Regions from separate parts of the Zea mays genome. Here all the other regions are linked to region 1. A link is a contact called in public Hi-C data. All regions are on one chromosome and are shown on one strand. Each heading gives the region's core, a stretch centred on a gene start, on an enhancer-like site or on the middle of the called end of the contact. The rest is flanking DNA. Distances are from core to core; before and after follow the strand shown.

Region 1 (3,223 bases), core at 518-3,017:
GGCACCACAAGTTTTGCCTATTGGCATGTTGATAAGCAGGCATGGCCGAAGAAGATTCAATCCAAAACGGCCTATGTACATCAAATATTTATATTATCTGATCACAAGAGCCGATGACTTGCATCGAGCGAGTCCTTACTTCGGGAACAAAATAACTCATAAGATCTATTGTTTCTGAAGTGTGTTGGTGCTTTTGGTTCGCCAAGCTCCACCAAAATGAAGGAGGCATATGTTGAGCAACAAAAGTGGCGGACGGTCCGGCCCTTGGGCCCGAACAGTACGCGTGCCCCGCGATTAGATTAACTCGGGTAATTATCCTTATCTCGTGCATGGTTATCCATCTAAGCACGTGAGAGTTGCTGGCTGTCGCCTAGGAACAGGTCCAGACCTCCTCCCCTATAAATATAAAGGGGTACGACCGATTGTGAGAACCCTCGAACACATTCCAATTGAACTTATCTACTTTATTTACTTTTCCTACCCTAGGAGTAGATATAACGTAACTTTAGTTGTAGCCTTCCGCATATCCACATTCATCCCCATTCGACTCTATGTCGTCTAGATCCGTCCTGGGGTAGCCTGCCGACCCCAGGACGGCCATATGATCTTTACCCCTCCTGAGGGGCAAGATCTACTTCGTCTAGATTAATCAAGATCTATTCCTCGAATTGATCTCTTAATTTCTAGGCGACTTTACGTCATCTGGGAACGCCCCGGGTGACCTGCTGACCCAGAGCACCCTAAGGTCTCTCCCCAAGGGGGCGGGATCTAGGTGAGAAGAAGACGACCCTGCGCCATCGCGGACCGTCCGGACAGCACGCAGGAAAGGCGTCGCTCTTGTCGTCAGGTCACGGACCGTTTGGCCTAGAGCCGCAGACCGTCCGCGCCCCTGCAGCGAGCACCACCAAGCAACCCGTCGCGGACCGCCATGTTGTCCACCTCGTAGAGCCGAACCCAAGGTATTGCTCATCACGAGAAGGCCCTAGGATTCGTTGCTAACAGTCCCAAATAGGTGGTGGCCATTATAGAGGTGATGTCAATTTTCAGGATAACCATTTTAGGTCTTGACCCTCCATGGACAAAACCTAGGTATCATCCCCAAGGTCCGAACTCACTACGAGGACGACCTAGGAATCATTAGTGTTTGGTTAAAAAGACACCAACAATTTCTATCCTACACTCCATTTCGTATCCATATGCAGCTCCCGAAAAGGGCGGTTTCTTGAAGAAGAACGGAATATGTGCAGCAGGGAAAGGTGACATGATGAGCTCGGATGGAGCACTTTGTACGTGTAACACCTCCGGGGATATAACTGCACGGGACTACAGCTGTAGGCTTTACACAGATCACAAACTGCTTCTCCTTGGTTCTTAGCTCTGCGTTTTATTCCGCCATGGCGCCACCACACACTGTCCACGTCTCTATGCTTCGGAGCCGGAAGGTACCCCCGTAAGTCCCCTGAAAAGCGCAAAAGGCGCACTGCCCGATGGCGTTGGCGTAGCGCCTTCGTCCCTTTCCCGAAAAAAGCACGCACCGCAGCAGCGACGGCGACGGCGACCGCGACGACGCCTCGTCCGAGCTCGGACCGTGCCGCGGCACGGCTAAAGGAGAAGATTAAAAAGAAGCTCCGGGCCGGTGAATGAAAGGGGTGAAAGCGAGGAATCGGAATGTCTCCTCCAGCAAGGCACGGGGAATTCCACGCTCCCCCCACTGTGGATTATATTCCTCCCGTGCTGGCGCTGCCGCGCGCGCGCATCGCAGCTGTCGGCGCTGTACAATTCCTTCCTCTCCGCCGATGCAACGCTCGATCCCGGCGTGCGCATCTCCTTCTCCGACCGCATCCACCCGCAGCCGTCGCCTGCAAGCTTAGTAGCTAGCCGTGCCCGACTGCCCGTGCATCACCAACGCTACGTACGCCTACGTACAGATCCATCCCGCCCATATATTCCGACACCAGGCCAGCAGCTCGCCGCAGGTCCTTCTCTTCGTAGCCATTGTTGCCTAGTTAGACAGCTCGCCGCACGTCTCGTTGTTTTCATCCATGTACGCGGCGCCGACGGCAGCAACGACGATGCCGCCAGCCGTGACCCACGACGACCTGTCCCTGCGCAAGGCGCAGGAGCGGCGCGCCACGCGGTCCAGCGGCCAGGTCGCCGTGTCCCTCGTCGCGCTCTCCGTGCTCTGCGGCCTCGTTGCCTTCATCCTCTGCCTCGCCGCCGAGGGGTCGCGCTCAGAGGCACGTCGTCGTCGTCCATCATGCATGCATATCGTCTAAAGCCACGTTGGCAGGCATCACCAGCCCACGATCACTCCACTTGCCGGCCGTTCCTAATTAACGCATCTGATCTGCAGGTGTCGCACTACCTCATGAGCGTGGGCGGTAGCAAGGACCAGCTGGACGTGTGCGTCTACAACAGCAGCGGCCGCCTCGCGCTCGCGTACGCCGTCGGCGCCTTCATCCTCCTCGCCGTCGCCATGTTCGCCGAGCACGCCTACATGCTGGTCGCCGTCGCCGCCCCGGAGTCCGCCTCCGCCGGCATGGCCGTCGCCCAGGACCACCCGCGCGTCGCGTCCACCGCCGCCGCGCTCACCTGGCAGACGGGCTGCCTCTTCTTCCTCACGTGGTAACGACGCCGACAGTCACTCCACTGTCCACTCCGCCCACCAAATTAGAGTTAGATTAGACGGCCTCTCGCCGAAACGCAGCAATGCCGCCCGCGGTGTGCAGTGCATGAGAGGATATGCTCTATATATTTCTGTGTCCTCGCAGGATTTGCTTCGGGCTTGCCGAGGTGATGCTCATGATCGGCATCGCCGTGGAGTCCGGCCACATGAGCGACTGGCGGAAGCCGCGGCCCGTGTGCCACCGGGTGCGCCCGGGGATGTTCGCGGCAGCGGGGATCCTGGGGCTCATCACCGTCGTGGTCGGCTTCGTGGTCTACATCACAGCTGTGCAGGCACAGCGGCTGAGGGGACAGCAGTACCAGCACGGCGGCGGTCACTTCGTCGGCTACGGCGCTCCCCATCCGGGCGCCCAGCACCAGCACCAGCACCTGCGCCCGCCAGTGCCGCACCCACACGGGCCACACCCTCATCCGGTGCCGTCCGCGCCAGGAGCGCCGGAGATAACAGCGGCGCCGTGCCAAGTGCAACCCAGCTGTGCGTCTTTCATCACCAAGGAGGCCTTCGACGTGTGAAAAGGCTAGTCAGAAAGACCAAAAC
Region 2 (3,223 bases), core at 322-2,821, 230 kb after region 1:
AGTTCAGGAAGGGGCTTGGTAGGAGGATGGACGATGCTTCTACTCAGAGGTCAGCAAATGGGGTACCAGCTGCTATGCAGGTCCAGCCACAACCATTTGGATACCCAGTGAGTTCCCATTACCAGCCCTCCCTTAGGCCTCGTTTGGATAAAGAGGGATTGAAGTGGATTTTAGGGATTGAAAGGGAAACTAGTTCATATTACACTTCAATACACCTTATACCACCTCAATCCACTCCAGTCCAAGATTACCCAAACAAGCCCTTAGCAGTGTTGTGCCTGTGGCATCAGTTTTTGCATCTGGAACTGCAGAGTTCTTGTCCATCGCTCAACAAGCGGATGTTGCAAATAAAGCCTTGCAAGACAACATCCAAAAACTTAGGGAGACTCACAAGACAACAGTCAGTGCTTTAGTTAAGACCGACACACATCTTAATGAAGCTCTTTCAGAGATATCAAGCCTCGAGATCCAATGGTTTCAGGTAAACATTTGGTCCACCAGAAAACACAATAAATATATATTACCATTATATGTCTGTTCGTTTGTAGTAAAATTCATGCTTAAATGTTGTAGCAGAATAGACCACATATCCCAGGAGTATGCAACAAACCTAGTATAGTCCGCAGTATGTTAGTATCTTTGCTAAAGGGGCGCCATTTAAGAAGCTATTCTTGTTAGTATCTCTATAATTCATGAAGCTCTTCCTGTTAGTATCTCTGCACGTAACATGCTTCACTGAGCATCCGACACATCACACTCTGCACTTTTAACTATTTGCGCACTTATCAGTTGACCTCACAAACACAACCATGTAGAGCTGTACACTATGAAGCTATTCAAATTTTGTCATATTGTATCTTTTAAGATATGTAAACATTCACTTTTAGTGATGCTAACAAAAGAATAGAACATCAATTAGTGTTTTCATTTAGGTCCCGTTTGTTTCCTTTCATTTCGAGAAATTGGAATCTTACTAATAGAATAGACTATTTTTTTAGAATGTGACATTCCACCACTTTCCAGAGTTATTATATAAGCCTATCTCAAATTCATGTGGTGAGAGATGGAAATTGATTTTATAGATTTACATGTTATTTTTCCGATGCACAACTTATAGCACATTCTTTTACTTGCTTCGCTATAACATAAATGTAGTATATAACTATCTCTATCATATGATTTAGGATAATATACAAATATATTACTTATATAAATATATGAACTTAATTAGTTTTGTCTAAATTATAATTATTCAAACAGAATTCAATTCCAACGAAACAAACGAGCCCTTAATGTATTTCATCGTATTGATTCCGTAGTAACGCACGGGCATATACCTAGTATAATAATAAAATAGAACACATTTTCTAGATATTGGTTTTAATTCATGGGATTCAAACATGTCTTTAGTCTTTGTTTGGTACTCTAGTATTTATCCTAATTCATATGTGTTGAGATGATGTAAATCCACCTCAATACACGTGGATTGAGGTTAATTGTATCCAAACTAGCCCTTAAGCTGAAAATGGGCTTTTGGCTATGAAACGGCACAGATCAATGTGCAGCGGTTATTGGCCTATCTTTAAATTTCACTATCGGCAGCAGCCCGGGCTTAACAAGCGAAGGCCCACTTCGCGTCCACCCATCAGCTCTCGTCCTCTCACCGTCCTACGCTCTGCCGCCCGCCACCAGGCGCCAGATCGACACCGGAGGTGATGTCGCCGCCGGCGAGCCACCGCCGCCGTTCTCGGTTCCTTAGCTGGCCGCTGCTCTTCATCGCGATCCTCGCGATCCACTCGCTGGCAGTATACCTTTTTACCCGCGGCTTCCTCCTCACCCGCACCGAGCTGGACCTCCACAGCAGCCGCGACGACTTCTCGCCGCAGGGCAACGTCTCCCCCGGGTGCGACTCCTGGCCCCCGGCCGCCGTCGACCGCCTTGTCATTGTCGTCCTCGACGCGCTAAGGTGCGACAATTTGGATCCCTCATACTCCACGTACCGAGTCGTTTTTTTTTATAGCTGATGCGGTTTAGCAATTTGTTGCCTCGCAGATTTGATTTCGTGGCGCCGAGTACCTTTTTTGCAGGTGGTGACTCTGAGCGAAAAAATCGCTTCACTGTATGATTGTTACCGCTGCTAATATATTAACTAATCTCTGGATCTGCTGCAGAGAAGCAGCCGTGGATGGACAAGCTGCACGTTTTGCAGAAGCTTGCTGCCGACGAAAAGACCTCTTCAAGGATCTTCAAAGCTCTCGCTGATCCACCAACAACTAGCCTCCAGCGCCTTAAGGTGATCCTAACATTCAAATCGTATCATTATATAATTTTTTCTCCTAGAAATATTGTAATGTGATCCAAAACGGTACTTCGTGGGCTTAACAGAATCCTTTTAAAACTCAATGCTCAGGCTCTCACCACGGGTGGACTCCCTACCTTTATTGATGTCGGCAATAGTTTTGGTGCTCCTGCAATAGTCGAAGATAATATAATGCATCAGGTTCATCTCATCCCACATTCAATTTTGTACCGACTAGGTCCAATTATTTCTCTACAGCTCATGCTGGTTTGCTAGCCATGATGATGTGATGTTTTCTGTTCCTTGGGGATCAACCAGTTGGCTAAAAATGGAAAGAGAGTTGTCATGATGGGGGATGATACATGGATACAACTGTACCCTGAACACTTCAACAAGTCATTCCCATACCCTTCCTTTAATGTTAAAGACCTTGACACAGTATGAGATTCTGTCAATCAAATCCTTGTTCTTGTTTTTTGATGAACCTCTTAGTTCTTTCTTTTAAGTTTGACTGAATTATCAATTATGGTTGTATGCCAGGTAGATAATGGTGTAATTGAGCACTTGCTTCCATCTCTTCACAAAAATGATTGGGATGTTCTTATTGCACATTTTCTTGGAGTGGTAAGTTATTGTGCATTCAATTTGGACTTACCTGCTATTTGTCATCCTTTTATCTTTAGCTGGAAACTTGTGAGATCAACTTTGTTTAGGACCATGCAGGACATATATTTGGTGTTGACTCAACCCCGATGATCCAGAAGTTGGAGCAATACAATCAGATCCTGGAGGTCAGTTGTCTCATGCATATACTATTCTTCTCTTCTTGTGCTTTTTAGGAGGCATTTAGCATTATCTTATCTATGCTCTCCACATTTATTTTCCAATCTTCTGAATGTTCTACAGTCCATTCTTATTTTCTTC
Region 3 (3,223 bases), core at 237-2,736, 160 kb before region 1:
CGAAGGTCCTCAAAAACATGATTTAACAATGTTCTTGGAGTATAATACATGAACAGGTATCTTCGGACTCGGATCAGATCCACAGTATGAAGAAGCACAAAGAACATGAAGGTTGGCGTAGAGCCGAAGCCATGTGCAGGAGAGCTTCGGCACTATAGCAGAAAAGGAAACCGACTTAAAAAGGAAAAGGCTATTCAGACCTCGATAGGTTACTATAGAGTCATTAGTAAATGTAAAGGACATGGGTGTAGTTTTACATGGGCTGCGTCCCATGCCTATAAATAGATGAACAGTGCTCCCGTACTGTTCACGCTGACTTGACATTTGCTTTTGCGTCACACTTGTACTCTTACCTTCTTTCAAGCCGAAGGTACATTTGTAATTTGATATCATTTCCATTTTTCCATAATAATAAAATAGAAATGAGTTGATAACAATACATAATTGTTTATGTTATCTCTTACACTTCATATGATTTCTTCTTTATTATTATATCTTGTGCTTATGAAGGTATGTCCTTCATAACCTTCGTCCGAAAATCATTATGTCCCAAGGGAAATAATGCTTCGAAGGACGAAGGACTTTAACGTTTAACATTTTTTGTGTTGCCTTGTTTTTAACTCATAGCATTTGAGAACAAGTCTCCAACAAGAAGGTTGTTAAAATATGGATTATTTTGGATTTTATAGTTACTATGCACCTGGTTACAAAAATACGTCTATATATATATATATATATATATATATATATATATATATATATATATATAAGTCGTATATGTTAAAAGACAAAACCTCTATAAAGAAGAATAAGAGAGTAATATTTATAATATATAATAAGTACTAAGATATTTTTATAGTAAATATTTATAGTAAACTTAAACATATCAACTTATAGAGAAAAAAGTCTTTACATCACAACATGGACAATTATACCGCACACACAGACAACTGCCTATTGATCCCAGGGCACGTGAACCTGCACTTAGTTAGGACATGTACAATTTTATTAGATGCTTTTTAAAGAGTCTTTAGAGACTTAAGTAAAAAAATAAAGAGGCAAACTCTTCACGTATCTTCACAATTTTTTTATATTTATTGTCTTTTAATTATATTTATGATCCAGAGGTTTAAAACTATGGTATAGTCACTTAGCATCGTGTTGTATTAGAAAATCGTTGTAGTGTCTCTAGGATGTACCTGCCCTCATCTCCTTCAGTCGGTGCCGTGCGCCACTGTTTTCCCACTGGCACGCTGCTGATCCGAGAAGACGCGCGATGGATGTAAACTGCCTTCCTGCAGTCCGCAACCAACCACGCATGGAAACGCAAGCCAGTCTCGTGTCGTCTCGTCTCGGCAGCCCCAGCACCGCCCTTCCCCTGTCTCGCGAGGCGATGTCTCGCGCGCACGTCGCCCTCACAACCGGACGCCAGCTCACGAATATCCATCCGATTTAATCCCAGCCCTTTCGATTCCGCCGCACTCGACCTATCATATAAGTACGTGCAGATATCAATAAGCTTACCCACTTATCAATAAGGACATGTGCTTCTCACAGATAAGCCAGTGCTGGGTGGCGTGGGGAGAGAGAAAAGGGCGAGAGGTCTGCAACGCATCGAAGAAAGCGAGACCATAGCTTCTCTCTCTCCCCCAACCTTCTCTTCCACATCTCCGCTTCTCTCTCGCCTCCGCTTCGCTTCGCGAGAGACGGGCCGACGACGGAACCCTAGGATTCGCGCCCGCCTGAGCGGCCAAGCCACCAGGACCGCGCCCTCCGGACCCGGGGGCGCCAGACAAGCTCCGGGGCGCGCGGATCGACCACTGGCCGGCTTACCGCCGCCGCTGCCATGTCGTCGCTCAGCCGCGAGCTCGTCTTCCTCATCCTGCAGTTCCTCGACGAGGAGAAGTTCAAGGAGACCGTGCACAAGTGCGTACACCCTCCCCTCTCTTTGCGCGGCCGGTGGTTACCTTGGGTTGGTGAGTGGTTGGAGATCAGGCTCCTCTACGCTCTAGGGGATTTGATTTGTCGCGCAGCCTGTTTCCGCTTTTTTTTTTTCTCATGAATCCGGCCAGACGCGGCTCTGTTTTTTTTTAAGTCGTTTCTTTTCCTTTCTGGGATTCGACGAGTTGCTGCTGGAAAAAATAAGTTTTTTCAAGCTTCGTTCGATTTGTTAGGAACCGTGTAATAACATGGAAGTTTGGGGGCTATTTAGGTCAAAAGACATTTTATCCCCCCTCGTGCTTTTCTCCGTGACAGTCGATGTTTTTATTTAATCAGGCCAAAAATCGATTTTCAAGGTCTCAACTTTTTTTATATTCCGGAAAAATTCAGGGGCGCATTTGGAATATAGAGCTTGCATGTGCGGGTCACTACACCCATCGCTGGTTCTTGTGTCCACTGGGCTTCCTCTTCTCTGTCGGTTCACTTAATTTCGTCGAACAAATGAATCTCGTGTTATTAGTTTTATAAATCAATACTCTGTTTGGTGTACTGGCGCTTTGGTCCCCTTGTCGTGTCCTGCGGGTAATAATCAGTAAACGACGCACTAGACGGTAATGTTGCTGGATTACGTCATTTCAACCAGGCAATTGGAACTTGTAGGACGTTCTGTTTTCAATGTGTTCTGCACTCTGCTCTGCTTGCTCCAAATTTTTGCATCGAAGAAAACACACGGTTGGTTAGTCAGAACTGTACTTTGTGGCTTCTGATCTTTTTCACAATAAATGCCATGAACTTGGTTGGTCGTTTAGGATCACTTCCAAGCTCAAATCTTGCATTGTGGTTGGCTGGTTTAAGTGGTTACTCGATATTTTTCAGTTTTGACCATTGGAGTTATGAGCTCTTTAGTGTACCCATTCTGTTGATTGATGAGAAAATTTGACAACTGATGTTGTACCACGTTCTTTTATCCCAGAAATGGAATTGCCTGTGGGCTGATATTCTACTACATGTAATAATTCCCTACTTCACATTGTGTTGTAGGCTTGAGCAAGAGTCAGGGTTCTTCTTCAATATGAAGTACTTCGAGGAGAAGGTCCATGCTGGGGAGTGGGATGAGGTGGAGAGATACTTGTCAGGATTCACCAAGGTAGATGACAATAGGTATTCGATGAAGATCTTCTTTGAGATCAGGAAGCAGAAGTATTTGGAAGCGCTTGATAGGTACTGTTCTTTCATATTTCAAACTTCATTTGAATGAGGAGCTGGGTTTTCGAATTTCGTG

Evidence for each region. A called contact is a pair of places that touch in the nucleus more often than the background predicts.
Region 2: a Hi-C map of tassel shows a contact between it and region 1, with 2.2 times the contacts expected there. The contact joins the promoter of LOC103649951 here to the promoter of LOC100277754 in region 1. A contact is called at or near these places in 2 of 25 Hi-C or Micro-C datasets (ear and tassel).
Region 3: a contact with region 1 is called in a Hi-C map of endosperm, with 2.2 times the contacts expected there. The contact joins the promoter of LOC103649954 here to the promoter of LOC100277754 in region 1. A contact is called at or near these places in 2 of 25 Hi-C or Micro-C datasets (ear and endosperm).

Annotation. Positions count from the first base shown.
Region 1 is chr3:35,830,425-35,833,647 of Zm-B73-REFERENCE-NAM-5.0, reverse strand. It overlaps LOC100277754, which reads left to right and starts at 1,767. Exons shown (of 3, transcript NM_001367298.1): 1 at 1,767-2,237; 2 at 2,354-2,625; 3 at 2,772-3,223. The coding sequence starts at 2,043. The coding sequence ends at 3,198.
Region 2 is chr3:35,603,202-35,606,424 of Zm-B73-REFERENCE-NAM-5.0, reverse strand. It overlaps LOC103649951 (GPI ethanolamine phosphate transferase 3), which reads left to right and starts at 1,571. Exons shown (of 22, transcript XR_563819.4): 1 at 1,571-1,966; 2 at 2,053-2,087; 3 at 2,172-2,293; 4 at 2,411-2,500; 5 at 2,618-2,737; 6 at 2,840-2,923; 7 at 3,013-3,090.
Region 3 is chr3:35,992,486-35,995,708 of Zm-B73-REFERENCE-NAM-5.0, reverse strand. LOC103649954 (protein TPR1) reads left to right here and starts at 1,486. Exons shown (of 25, transcript XM_008675649.3): 1 at 1,486-1,926; 2 at 2,983-3,162. The coding sequence starts at 1,847.